Linked DNA regions of Rattus norvegicus: region 2 is linked to region 1. A link is a contact called in public Hi-C data. All regions are on one chromosome and are shown on one strand. Each heading gives the region's core, a stretch centred on a gene start, on an enhancer-like site or on the middle of the called end of the contact. The rest is flanking DNA. Distances are from core to core; before and after follow the strand shown.

Evidence for each region. Hi-C and Micro-C count contacts between places; a contact is called where the count stands out from the background.
Region 2: a Hi-C map of mammary epithelial cells shows a contact between it and region 1, with 2.8 times the contacts expected there. The contact joins the promoter of Gata3 here to the enhancer-like site in region 1. A contact is called at or near these places in 3 of 12 Hi-C or Micro-C datasets (Schwann cells, mammary epithelial cells and psoas muscle).

The regions. Positions count from the first base shown.
Region 1 is chr17:73,133,641-73,139,826 of GRCr8, reverse strand. It overlaps LOC134482737 (a long non-coding RNA gene), which reads left to right. Exons shown (of 2, transcript XR_010059236.1): 2 at 1,350-2,195. Among named protein-coding and RNA genes, the nearest start is that of Sfmbt2, 100 kb to the right of the region's middle. Within about 2 kb of position 1,351, at least 39 of the 93 cell types and tissues checked have an H3K27ac peak or open chromatin away from gene starts, as enhancers often do. A contact at or near this core is called in Schwann cells, where this site is marked.
Region 2 is chr17:73,551,061-73,556,890 of GRCr8, reverse strand. It overlaps Gata3 (GATA binding protein 3), which reads right to left and starts at 3,343. Exons shown (of 6, transcript NM_133293.2): 1 at 3,126-3,343; 2 at 2,064-2,714. The coding sequence starts at 2,304.

The DNA of each region.
Region 1 (6,186 bases), core at 102-2,601:
CACCCTTGGTTATGCAATGAGTTGGGCCATCATGGCATACATAAGACTTCGTCTCACCAGAGAGAGGGGCAGGATGTGGTGGGAGGAAGGGAGGGAGGGAGGGAAGGATGGAGGAAGGGACAGGGAGAGACAGAGACAAAGACACACAGAGAGAGGCAGAGACAGAGAGATAGAAACAGAGAGGGGGGAGGGAAGGAGAGGGAGGGAGAAAGATATACAGAGAGAAACAGAGAGAGGCAGAGACAGAGAGATAGAAACAGAGAGGGAGGGAGGGAAGGAGAGGGAGGGAGAGAGATATACAGAGAGAGACAGAGAGAGGCAGAGAGATAAGAAACAGACAGAGAGAAGGGAAGAAAGAGAGGGAGGGAAAGAGGGAGGGAGGGGAGGATGGAGGGAGGCCCCCATTTGAACTATTCAGTAAGTTTTTCTGAGCCAGCTTGAGCATAATATTGAAACAGAACAAATCACACACAAGACACCCATCCCAAAAAACATTAGCTATCTGTTTCATGTTAGCAACTAGAACAGACTATAGAATCAATGAAGATAAAAGGAAGTCATCATGGAGAAGAGGTCATCCTCTCACCCTGAGAATGGATAGTGTCACCGGGAGGGTAATGGCATTGGCAGCCATGGGGACCCCACAGTATCCTGGCCCCGTTCTGGGAATGCTCTGCCTCAGCTGCAGGTGACTCTTGGTTCTTCCCACCCTGGCCAAGGCTTTCCTCTGGCTCTGAGGGAGGCAAAGCAGCACTCTTGGCTCCTACAGGAATGCTGGGCAAAGCAGAGCGCTCTGTAAAGGGTGGACTCTCTTTGCAACAGCACAAGAAAGACCAGATGGTGGGTGGCTGGCTCAGGCCAAGACACAAACGATCTTCAGCTCAAATTCATGCTGAGTTCCTGAATTCCTTTGTGATAGGGAAGTTGGGAAAATTTATTTTCTAAAATCTTGGACCATGAAAGTTAGCACTTGCCTGGCCATCAGTGATGGGTTCGCTGCTCTGTGCCTTCCAATGCTCCCCCTACACTAGTCCGATCTCACGGACACATCCTGCAGCCGGAGTGCAGGGGTCGTTTAACAAGAAAAGCCTCTTAGAGAGACGGAACATGCATAGTTCTTCCCCTTTTAGATGTGAGCCTCTACTGTGTACATGTCCGGCTTAAGCCAGAGTTCAACTTTCACACGCACAGACCAGAGTGCCATTCCCAAAGACCCCTGTTCACTTCAGCCTCATGAACGTCAGGCAGCGCAAACCTTCCAAACTGGCTCTGAGCATGTGGGAAGGCTGTGTTGTGGAAACATATCCTGGTGCCATGGCAACACACTGACAGAACCTCTGTCTCTGCAGCTGGCGGAACCGTGCTCACAGGACCTGACTGAACAGAGAGAACAAGCCTTAGGCATGCTGGGATTCCCTCACACTCTCTGCACCCTGGCTGATTCTCAGGTCCCCGAGGGACACACCTGAGCATGTCGTCGTGATAGGGGAAACTAAGCAACCTCAGTTCTGTCGTTAGCTATACAAATAGAGTTTGGTTTCTTGGAACCTGTGCTGAGCCCTGCTTACTCTCTGAGCAGGGCACGGGCGAGCTCTTACCACCCGTGTGCCGACTGCTTCTGCCTTTAAATCATCTGTCTTTGAACGTGCAAAATATCGTGCTGGCGAGATGGCTTGACCTGCTGACCTGAGCTCCCGTCCCCAAGACCCAAATAGTGGAGGAGAGAGACAACGCCTTTAAATTGTCCCCTGATGTTCACATATGGGCCATGACACCCACAGCTCCTCCCAAAAATGAATGTATAGCTAAATAACTGTTTAAAAAAGAACTTAAAGTGCAAAATGTTCAATAAGGCCTCTTCTTAAGCATCAATGATTTTTTTTTTCCCAGAGCTGAGGATCGAACCCAGGGCCTGGCGCTTGCTAGGAAAGCACTCTACCACTGAGCTAAATCCCCAACCGCAATTTTTTTTAATGTGGAGGTGGGCTGGTTCAGTAGTTACCAGGGCATTTGGTCCTTCCAGAGGATATGAGCTTGGTTCCCTGCACTTAATGTCTAGAGGCTCACAAATGCCCATGGCTCTAATCCCAGGGCATCTGACACCTTCTATTGGCCTCCATAGGCCCCTGCCCTCGTGTGTACATACATACACATGTACGCTTAATTGAAATAAAATCTTTCCAACATGAACAAAAGCACAGCGACTTATTTTGTCACATAACCATCTTTGCCACTAAGCCTGAAAGCCTGCATCCTATGCCCAGGATGGTAGAAGATCAATGAAGTGACCTCAGGGTAGAAGGAGAGAAATGACGCTCACAAGATGTCCTTTTGGCCCCCACATGTGTCCCATCCCCTAAATACATAAATAAACACATGGATAAACACTCGGACAGTTAAATGTGCAAAAGAAAACAAAATAGGGAGTGAAGTGGCCTGTGGAGCTGGAGTACAGGGTTCTGACCACTGGATTCTTGCAGCTGATACTTACCAACTAATGACCATGCAAGCAGCACAAAAGGAAAGGAGGGAAGAAGGGAAGAGTAAGGATGAAGGGAGGAGGGAGTAAGGAGGAAGGGAAGAGGGAATAAGGAGGGAGGGAGGAGGGAGTAAGGAGGGAGGGAGGAGGGAGTAAGGAGGAAGGGAGGAGGGAGTAAGGAGGGAGGGAGGAGTGAATGAGGAAGGGAGGAGGGAGTAAGGAGGAAGGGAGGAGGGAGTAAGGATGAAGGGAGGAATGAGTAAGGATGAAGGGAGGAGGGAATAAGGATGAAGGGAGGAGGGAGTAAGGATGAAGGGAGGGAGGAGTGAATGAGGAAGGGAGGAGGGAGTAAGGAGGAAGGGAGGAGGGAGTAAGGAGGAAGGGAGGAGGGAGTAAGGAGGAAGGGAGGAGGGAGTAAGGAGGAAGGGAGGAGGGAGTAAGGAGGAAGGGAGGAGGGTGTAAGGAGGAAGGGAGGAAGGTGTAAGGAGGAAGGGAGGAGGGAGTAAGGAGGAAGGGAGGAGGGAGTAAGGATGAAGGGAGGAGGGTATAAGGAGGAAGGGAGGAGGGTATAAGGAGGAAGGGAGGAGGGAGTAGGAGGAAGGGAGGAGGGTTTAAGGAGGGAGGGAGGAGGGTGTAAGGATGAAGGGAGGAGGGTGTAAGGAGGAAGAATGCTGCTGTCTATGCATGTACTATCCAGGAGCAAATCCGTAGCAGCAAACACTGGCATCTCTCCTCATTGGCATACACCCAGGATAGATATACGTCATTGATAACAATATGCTTTAGGAAATACAAGGAAAGTGTAGCACAAAATAAGCACATTTTGAGCAAGGGAAGTTGCCATGACAGCAGCAGGTGGCACAGTAAACCCCAAAGAACTGAACTCCGATTTTCACTTCTTGTGTAAGTGTTGGGCTTTCTCCACTTCCCTACAGTTCAGGGGGTTTTCCAAGTTGTCTTGGCCACCAACCAACCCTTCTCTGTTTTCCTCCAGGAGCCCAGGGATACGGAACATATCCCATGGTCCTTTCTGCTGTCCTGACTGGGAGAAGTCCTTCAGCCCCTTTGAGTTGGGGAGAGGGGGCTTCTACAATTCCTTCTGCAAAGGGAAATCCTGGAGCCAGGCAGGAGCAGGGTCCCGAGACAAGTACATAGGAGAACAGACACACTCTGTTCACATGGAGCTGTTTGGATCCAGGAGGAGCCGCAGCCCTCGGTCCGTGGAGAAAACAGCCTCAGTAAGTCCATGACTATTTGCCCGTGCTGGAATATTACAGGAGGCAATGCTGGGGTGTTTGTTGGAAGGACTGCAGAGATTCACCCTCATTCACGTTCATAACCACAACCAGCAGGGACCGGCCTTTATCCCCACACCCACCCGAATGGTGGAGCAACCTGAAATAGCCATTTCCTCTGCCCGCCCACCCTCTGCATGGCTCCCACACAAAGGAAAAATGAGCACCATCCAACCCTAGTCCACTCATCCTCACCGTGACCTTCCCAGAGACATCCCTTCTCACCCACGGTGTTTCCAGACGTAGTGGTTAGCAAATGAACCAGTTCTATCCCCAGGGGTCTGAAGCCACAGTTGTACAAAGAACAGACAGATGGGCCAAATCTGACATTTATTTTCCTGAACATCCGAATGAGATGCAGCAAGTTTATGATGGGACCTAGGCTTGCGTCTTTCCTCCATATTGGTATGTGACCCCCAGGGGATAAACTCTACAGTGATGTCATGAATGTGTAATCTAATCAAGAACCGTGTATTGAATGGCCAGTCTGTGCAAGATACTGGGAGAGGTGCCCGGGTCTTATTATCTACACACACACACACACACACACACACACACACACACACACACACACAATTAAGCGTGTAATAGAAGAAAACTTCTGAATGGCTCAGTCAGTAATCTAAAGAGTGCAAGTTCAGAGAAGGGAAAGAATATTGTCAAGTAGCATGGGCAGGGAAAAAAGGCATGAGGGGGTGGGGTGAGCCTTGGAAGATTGCAGTAGAAGCAAGCAAGAGAGACTGAAGGACTGAACACCCTGAAGAGAACACTCACTGACAGAAGGCAGCTCTTCATGGGAAAGACAGAAGGAAGGCTGCCATTGGGGCATGGAGGAATGGCTCAGAGGACCTCAGTTTCATTTCCCAGCAACCATATTTGGCTCACAGCTGCCTGTAACTCCACATCTGTGGGGATCAGGGACCAGAGCTTCCAATGGTACCTGTACTCATGCACACATATTCACACACACACTCGCACACACAATTAGAGATAATCGAAATAAATGTTTTTTAAAAGAAAGTTGGCACTGAAGAGAAGGGGTTTGGTAAACGTGTAAAACTTAGTATTTAATATATATTCCCAATACGAGAGCAGTATACACAAGTGGGTTAAAATGGAATTTTAATGGACATATCTGTAGCAGACACTCTTGTATTTTTATGATAAAGCGAATTTTTCTGGTTTGGTTAGAAATAAAGAACGTCTCGCCTGCTCCACTTTTTTTAGCCCTTCTGAGAACTCCGGCGCCCCCTTGTGGAGAGCTTTGAGGAACGCTAGGACAGAGAAAGGTCTCTCTTGAATTTCAAATATATTTGAATAGAAGTAAATTCAAATGAACTTCCAGTAAGTTTCCCTGCCTGTTATTCGCGCACTAGAGGTAACAACCACGTTAGAGTCGGGGGCTTGAGAGCCTTGGAACCTAGAGTTAAGTGAGTTGTGCTGTGATGGAGCCTAGGGATTTTGAGCTAAGGAGTGAAGGGACTTAGAATAGAGATGGATGGGGTACTGCCACCATCAGTCCCAAAAACCACACTACCGAGAGAACATGAGGTTCTGTGGTACCTGGGGTTCCATTCTCTTCATCTGTGGCGAAATTAGAAAGGAAAAATATTGCTTCAGGGACCACCGTGCCTGAAAGCCAGAGAAGACAGTGGACACAAACTATTTGGAAAGACAAAGCGTCAGCTGGGTGGGAAGGAGTCTAACTCGTGTCGTTAGCACCGAAGGACCCTGGAGCTGTGCAAAGGGGAGGACAGTGGTTTTGAGAGCTGGGCTGGTCAACTCTCGGAAGACTCGAGGTTCTTGCTGAAGGAGAAGAAATTTGGTTGAGTTCTTGGGAGACACTAAAAGTCTTGGAAAATGGTGACTTGACACATTAATTTTGAGGGTTGAACATAAATGGTGGAGTGGTGAGTTAAGAGTAATGGGGAAGAACATAAAGTCACGTTTCAGGAAACCTCTGTGAGCTGAGGTGGGCATGACCGCAAAAATGTTTTCTTCAGTATTTTTCTTACTTGGTCTTGGCCTGTGACCCTGGTTTTGCTTTTATAACCTGAAACAGTCTTGTTTATGTAAAGACATATCCTTCATCTAGGATATAACTTAAATAGCACGCCCTCTGCTAAGACTGCGCAGTCAGAGCAAGCATAGCGTTGCGTGCATACCTGTAATCTCATATATTTGAGAGGTTGAGACAGGAGAATTTCAAATTCAAGGCCAGCCTGGGCTGCACAACAAGACATCATTTTTTTTTTTAAAAAAGTCAAGAAGAAGGAGGAGAAGTAGGGAAAGAAGAGAAAGAAGAAATACTAAGAGAAAACATACAATGGAGCCCCCCCTCCGTGTGTGTGTGTGTGTGTGTGTGTGTGTGTGTGTGTGTGTCTGTGTGTACATGAGTGGATGTGCATGTGT
Region 2 (5,830 bases), core at 2,094-4,593, 420 kb before region 1:
AGAAAGGTCCCTTGGCTTATTTGTCCTTTCCAAATGACCAATCTAAAACAGATTCCCTGGGGTCTCTCTCTAGAACCTGCCTTGATTTATTGGTTCCTTTCCATGGCCCCTATTCTCCCACTGCAGACTTAATCCCAAGCAGGCTGATAAGAAAGTCAGGGTGAATGATGGGGCCTTCACGGGGGAAACAGGACCACACCACTCCTCAACCCTAGGGAGAGGCCCAGCTCCCAACACCTAAGGCAAGGGAAGGTGGGGTGCTTTTGAGAGTTGGTGGTGGAAAACTTCAACACTTGCTTAGAATTGACAAAGCTGCTTCCAGAAGGCCTAACTGGATATTTACAAGGAAAGTTTCACTGCCCAAAACCCTTGAAATGTATCCATACCTAAATTCTGGGATTCCCTCCCCACCCCTCTTCTCTTTCTTCACCCAACCAAGAAGCCCCTAGGCCCTCGAGATTTTCCTGTTCACTGGGGCATTCTGTGAATTTTTCACCTGAGACACAAAATTCCAGTTTATGTGTTTATTTCAATTGAAGGGTGACTCATATACAAGCATGTTTAGCCTTCACTTAAAATACACAGTGCTAAGGCGGTCATGAGTTATTCAAGCCCATGCTCTCTGATAAGGTAAACTTTAAACTCCGAGCCCATAGCTACACCCTTATTGATCTTTCAATCCAGTACCCGCCTCACCATTTGACACTCTAGTCAACCATTAAGAACAATACTGAAACTAAAATCTTAAGTGAGAGGAAGGGGAGGGCAGTCAAGAGAGATGGAGAATTCTCTTGAACACCAAGGGTTAAGGTTCTCTCTCTCTCTTTTTTTTTTTATGCAGGAAGTTGTATAGTAAATAACATTAGGTCTGATCTACCTCATTTCCACTTAACTGCTAATCTGCACACAACCCGAGCAAAGAGAGCCCCATCCGCAGAAATGACTGTTTAAAACTTGGCGGCTCTAGGGTAGAGGATGCCTGCTGACCAGAGGGGCTAGTTCACAGGCGCCAAGGCTAGCTCTGTGCGTAGAGAGACCTGAGCAGACCTCCAGCTAGTTAAGAAAACCTCCCACCTTCCCTTCAAAAAAAAATGTTTTGTTTTGTTTTTTGCTCGTTTAAGCGCATAAACTTACAGCTGGGAAGTGTTAGAGTCCCCTGTCTCAATCACACAAGGATGGATTTCTTTCTTTCTTTTTCTCCTTTTTAAACACCTCAGAACTCCCCTAAATTTCTCAAGATGAATGGTTAGGGGGAGTAGGCAACTGGAAACACTCCTACTTAAAAAGAAACTTTGATGTATCCTAAATCTTTGAGGCATATGTAGGAACTACAGTAGGCCGGAGGAGAAAATGCGGCCAGGATTGCTGGCAATTAAGCTAAAAGCTAAAAGGAAAATTCTGTGTAGCCGGGAGTCTAATCACACCTGACTTCTCTTCAGTTTAAGGCTTCCTCCCCCTGTGTGGTGTCAACCACCAGATTCTCTTCCTCAAGATACCGGTAGGTAGGAAACTTGCCTAAAAGTCAAACGCACTAGCTTCTGAGAGTGGGGAGCAAAAGAAAACAGAAATAAATACACGTGTTTGGGCCTTTTCTGAAAATACAAAAGGAGAAACAAATTGCAAGGCTCTGACGGAAGACCCCTTCCACCAGATAACTAGAAGCTGGAAGCTCTTCGGAGGAGCCCAGTTCCAGGCCGGCCTAGCCCTCACTGCCGCCCCGCCTGAAAGGCTCGGCGCCTGCAGGCACAGCTTGAGATTTCTCCCCGGCTGCAAAAAATCTACAGCCGCAGTGGACCTGGCGCTTGCCAGGTGAGTGCCTGGTCTGAAAGACACCGGCCCAGAGAGGTGCCTGCTGCACTCTTTTATAAAAAACACACTCTCCCAACGAGCTACACTGCTTCCTCGCCCATTTCCGGGCCCCCGGTTTTTTGGTTTTGTTTTTTTTTTTTTAAATGAACTAGTAACACACTTATGTGCTTTGACTTGCTCTGCCCAGCCATGGTCTCTTGGACCCAGAAAAACAGGCGCGGATCCAGAGGGTTCCAGCACCAAGGTGGACTCACCGTGGTGGGTCGGAGGATACCTCTGCACCGTAGCCCTGACCGAGTTTCCGTAGTAGGACGGGACGTGGTTGCCTTGACCATCGATGTTAAAAAGTACGTCCACCTCTTCCGTCAGGGGGTACTGTGCCGGGTCCATGTACGAATGGCCGAGGCCCGGGTGGTGCGTGTCTGGGTGCTGCCCGTTGAGGACCGCCGGGTGATGGTGGCTCACCCAGCGCGGCTGGTCCGTAGTCACCTCCATGTCCCGGGCTGTGCTCGCGCCCTCTCGCCGGGCCCGGAACCCTCGCGGGTAGAGGGAGGGCTGTCGGCCTGGGAGGTCCGCGGAGTCCTGCCGTCGGAGGCCCAGGAGAGGGAGTCGCTTAAAGGTTTGTTTGTAGTGAAGTGGATAGAAAAGGTGAGCAAAGGAGAGGGTTTAGGGAGGAAAGAAAATTCTTTGCGGGATAGCTTAGCAAAAGAAGGAAAGAAAGAAAGAAAAGGGAAAGAATGAAGAAAGAGGGAGACCCCCTCCAAAAAAAAAAAAAGCAAACACGGAGGAATAAAGGGGCAAAAAAAAAAAAAAAAAAAAAGGAGCGAGAAAGAGAGACGAATCCAAGTGTGGCCACAGTGCACACTGGTTCCTTGGCGCTCAGAGACGGTTGCTCCTCTGATCACCTGCAAGGGAGAGAAAGAGAGACTTGGATGAGCTGTAAGTACTTTTAACACCTGATTCTGGAGGGCACTAGGTCTTCTCGAGCTTTCCGCAGGGCCGACTCACCCGGGACGTGCACACGCACGCGAAGACCCAGAGGGAAAGGAAGCCAAGCTCCCCAGCACACCTCCAACAGCCAGGCTCGCAGGAGCCCGGGACTGACTAAGCAATTAAAACTTGGGGACAAGTCCTCTCTGGAGGACACCGGCCCCGGGATCTTTCCAACCACTACAAGTCCTCCAAAGGGAGACAACTGAGCTTTTAGTTACAAAAATAAAAATAAAAAATAAACTCAAAATCTCAAAGGAACAAAAACCAGCCCCAAGAGGAGGGAGTGATATCAAACTTTAAAAAAAAAAAGTCACAATACCAACCTGGGTAGCAAGGAGCGGAGAGGAGGAGGAGGAGACGTGTGACCTGCCCGGTCAGATTGCGTAGCTCTCTATGTCTCTCTCTCTCTCAGTCTCTCTCTCTCAGTCTCTCTCTCTCTCTCTCTCTCTGGTTTCCTCTCCCTCTCTCAGTATTTTTTTTTTTTTACAGGGAATGCATTCTTTCTGAAACTATCAAGACGGCGCCAGGCAGCTCAGTGTTCGCAGACAGCTGTGGCGCGACGCAACTTAAGGAGGTTCTAGTGTCATCCGCGCCGAGGGGGAGGAGCCTGGCGCTGGCAGGAGGGGACACGATCCCCAGCACAAGGAAACTGCAACCCAAACCCGCTCCAGGACTTCACTTCCACCCCCATCCCATCCCCCCCCCCACCCCGCACACCGCTACCCCTCCTCCCGCCCCTCTACTGACCGGAAAGGGGCGCCGCCAAGGGCCGCCTAGGGCAGAGGGGCCGCGGGCAGGGTGGGCGAGGCCGGCCGGGGCTTGGGGCAGAGGGGACAGGCAGGAGGGAATTCGCTCTCTGGCCCTTTAAATGTAGCAAAGCCGGTTCATTCGGGCTCAGTAGATTATTCCGTACGAGTGAAACCCGGCCGCCCCATTCATAAAGCTAATTTCCATGAGCAGACTTTTCTTTTCGACAGTTTAAAAAAAAATGAGCAAACTTTTAAATTAGGATTCAAGGTAGAACACCTTTTTAGTTTATATCAGCTTAGGGGCTGTACGCTTGTAAAAACTGATCAGAAAAGTTTCACGGCGAAGTAACTGAAGATTTGCCTCCCGAACCAGTCTCCAGGGAGGAGGCTGAATCGCTCAAAGGACCTGGGCTTTGATTCGGACGCCCGCGTTATTTGTTATGATCTCGGCTTGCTCTCCCAAACCTCTCCGGCACGAACAGCGTCCGCTGTTGCAGCTGTCCTTCCAGACCTAATGATATAATCAATGTGTGCTTTGGACTTAGTGATAACGTGATGCACAGAAAGCTGGGTTGGCGAGACCTGAGCTCACTGGTCCCCGAAGTACCGTGTACAACTAACTTGATCTTTGCTGGGGTGGCCTAACTTTTTCCTTCGCCCAGCTCGGGGTCCTACTTAATTCTGCTTTCACCCGAGGAAAACGGTTCCCTCCATAGTCCCCAACCCTGACCTCCGGGGTGGAATCCAACGGCAACTTCCCTGGACAGAGTGGGTCTCTGGGCCCGAGTCTGGTAGGTGGGCAGCAAGCTGACACCAGGGGAGAGACTGGAAGACGCCCAGTGGAGGGGGCGGAGCGGACGAAGGCGGGACCATTGTAAGGACCAATCATCGGGAGATACCACGGCCGGGCCGCAATCGCCCCGCCCCACGGGCTCCAACCTCTGCGGCCCTGTTCCGTCCTTTGAGTCACTGCATCCCCTAGTGGCGTTGAGGTTTCTGCAGCCTGGGTCCAGAAAACACAGCCCGGATGACCAAGGTCCGAAAGAGACTTCGGGTGCACCCCAGGGCAGTGTAAGAGAAGGTGTTCCCATTGCACCCTTCAAGGCAGAGAGCGTCACTTGGAGAGTTACTGGAATTGAAGGCATCATTCCCTCTTTGTTTCTTTACCCCAAAATATCTCCCACCGATTCAAAACTTCGATTCCCGACAAGCCCTTTCTTAAAAGTTCCAAATAACTCCTATTCTGCTGTGGAGAAAAGGCATCAGTGTCTACCTTGAAGCCAGTGGAACGCGGTGAAGGGGGAGGTGCGTTCTTTTTACAGTACAACCCTCGAAGAAGACAAAATTTACTTGGAAATGTGCCCTGCGGGCTTGCGTTTGGAACTTCTCCTGATATCTCATCTTTTACATCTGATCTTTGTCTGAAATCAAGGCTGAATTTCTAAATACAAACTATGAAGATACCTCTTTTTATATAAGTCTCCCTCCCGAGTTTATCCTGCACCCCTTGGTCTCACGTTTACGAGGACGACCTAGTCTTAGAATATCGATTCTTTTACTTTCACTCTTTGACCAACTCATCTCTCCTGGGCCAATCAAGCTGCCAGCATCTCATCCAGCTCACCGCGCGCTCTCAAAACCTTTTAATTATTTAGTTGCTGTCTAACATTCACCGGAAACCATTCCATAAACAAGCAGAGAAGACCGCACACACATTTTTGCTAAAAGGCCCGGAATTAAGATTAAGAATGAGAGTTTAAAAGGAGAAAAAAAATACTATTCCTGTATCACTCATGAGTTGTATAGGATACGAGTCAGCCTGACCCTAGTTCACAGCTTCGAGAAAAACCCCAAGTAAGCATATCTCTTTGGTCCCGGGCACTGAGATCTAGAGGAAGGAAAGGGGCAAAAGAAATCCTTCTGGAGACAAGAAAGCGAGCTACTGACGCCGAGACTTGCACGTGTTAGTCTATGAGGCTTATAATGTAGTTTTAAAGACTGGAAAAGAAAATACTTCTGAAAAGGGAGGCTTCACTAGTAGGGGCGCCTCTCTAATAAATTTAGTAGTGGGAATAGAGAGGATTATTCGTCTTAATTCAATCACCAGAGGAGCTATGCCGGATGCAAAGAACACTCCCCTCCCTTGGAAAAATAAAAAATCTAGTAGGCCCCTCCTGGTCTGAGGTAGTTTGGGTCTGGCAGAGAGGGGTAGGGGGCCTGAGGCTAGATGCCCCGGGCAATGGAGCCAGCCTGTAGGGGGTATTTAACGTGTAATTCCC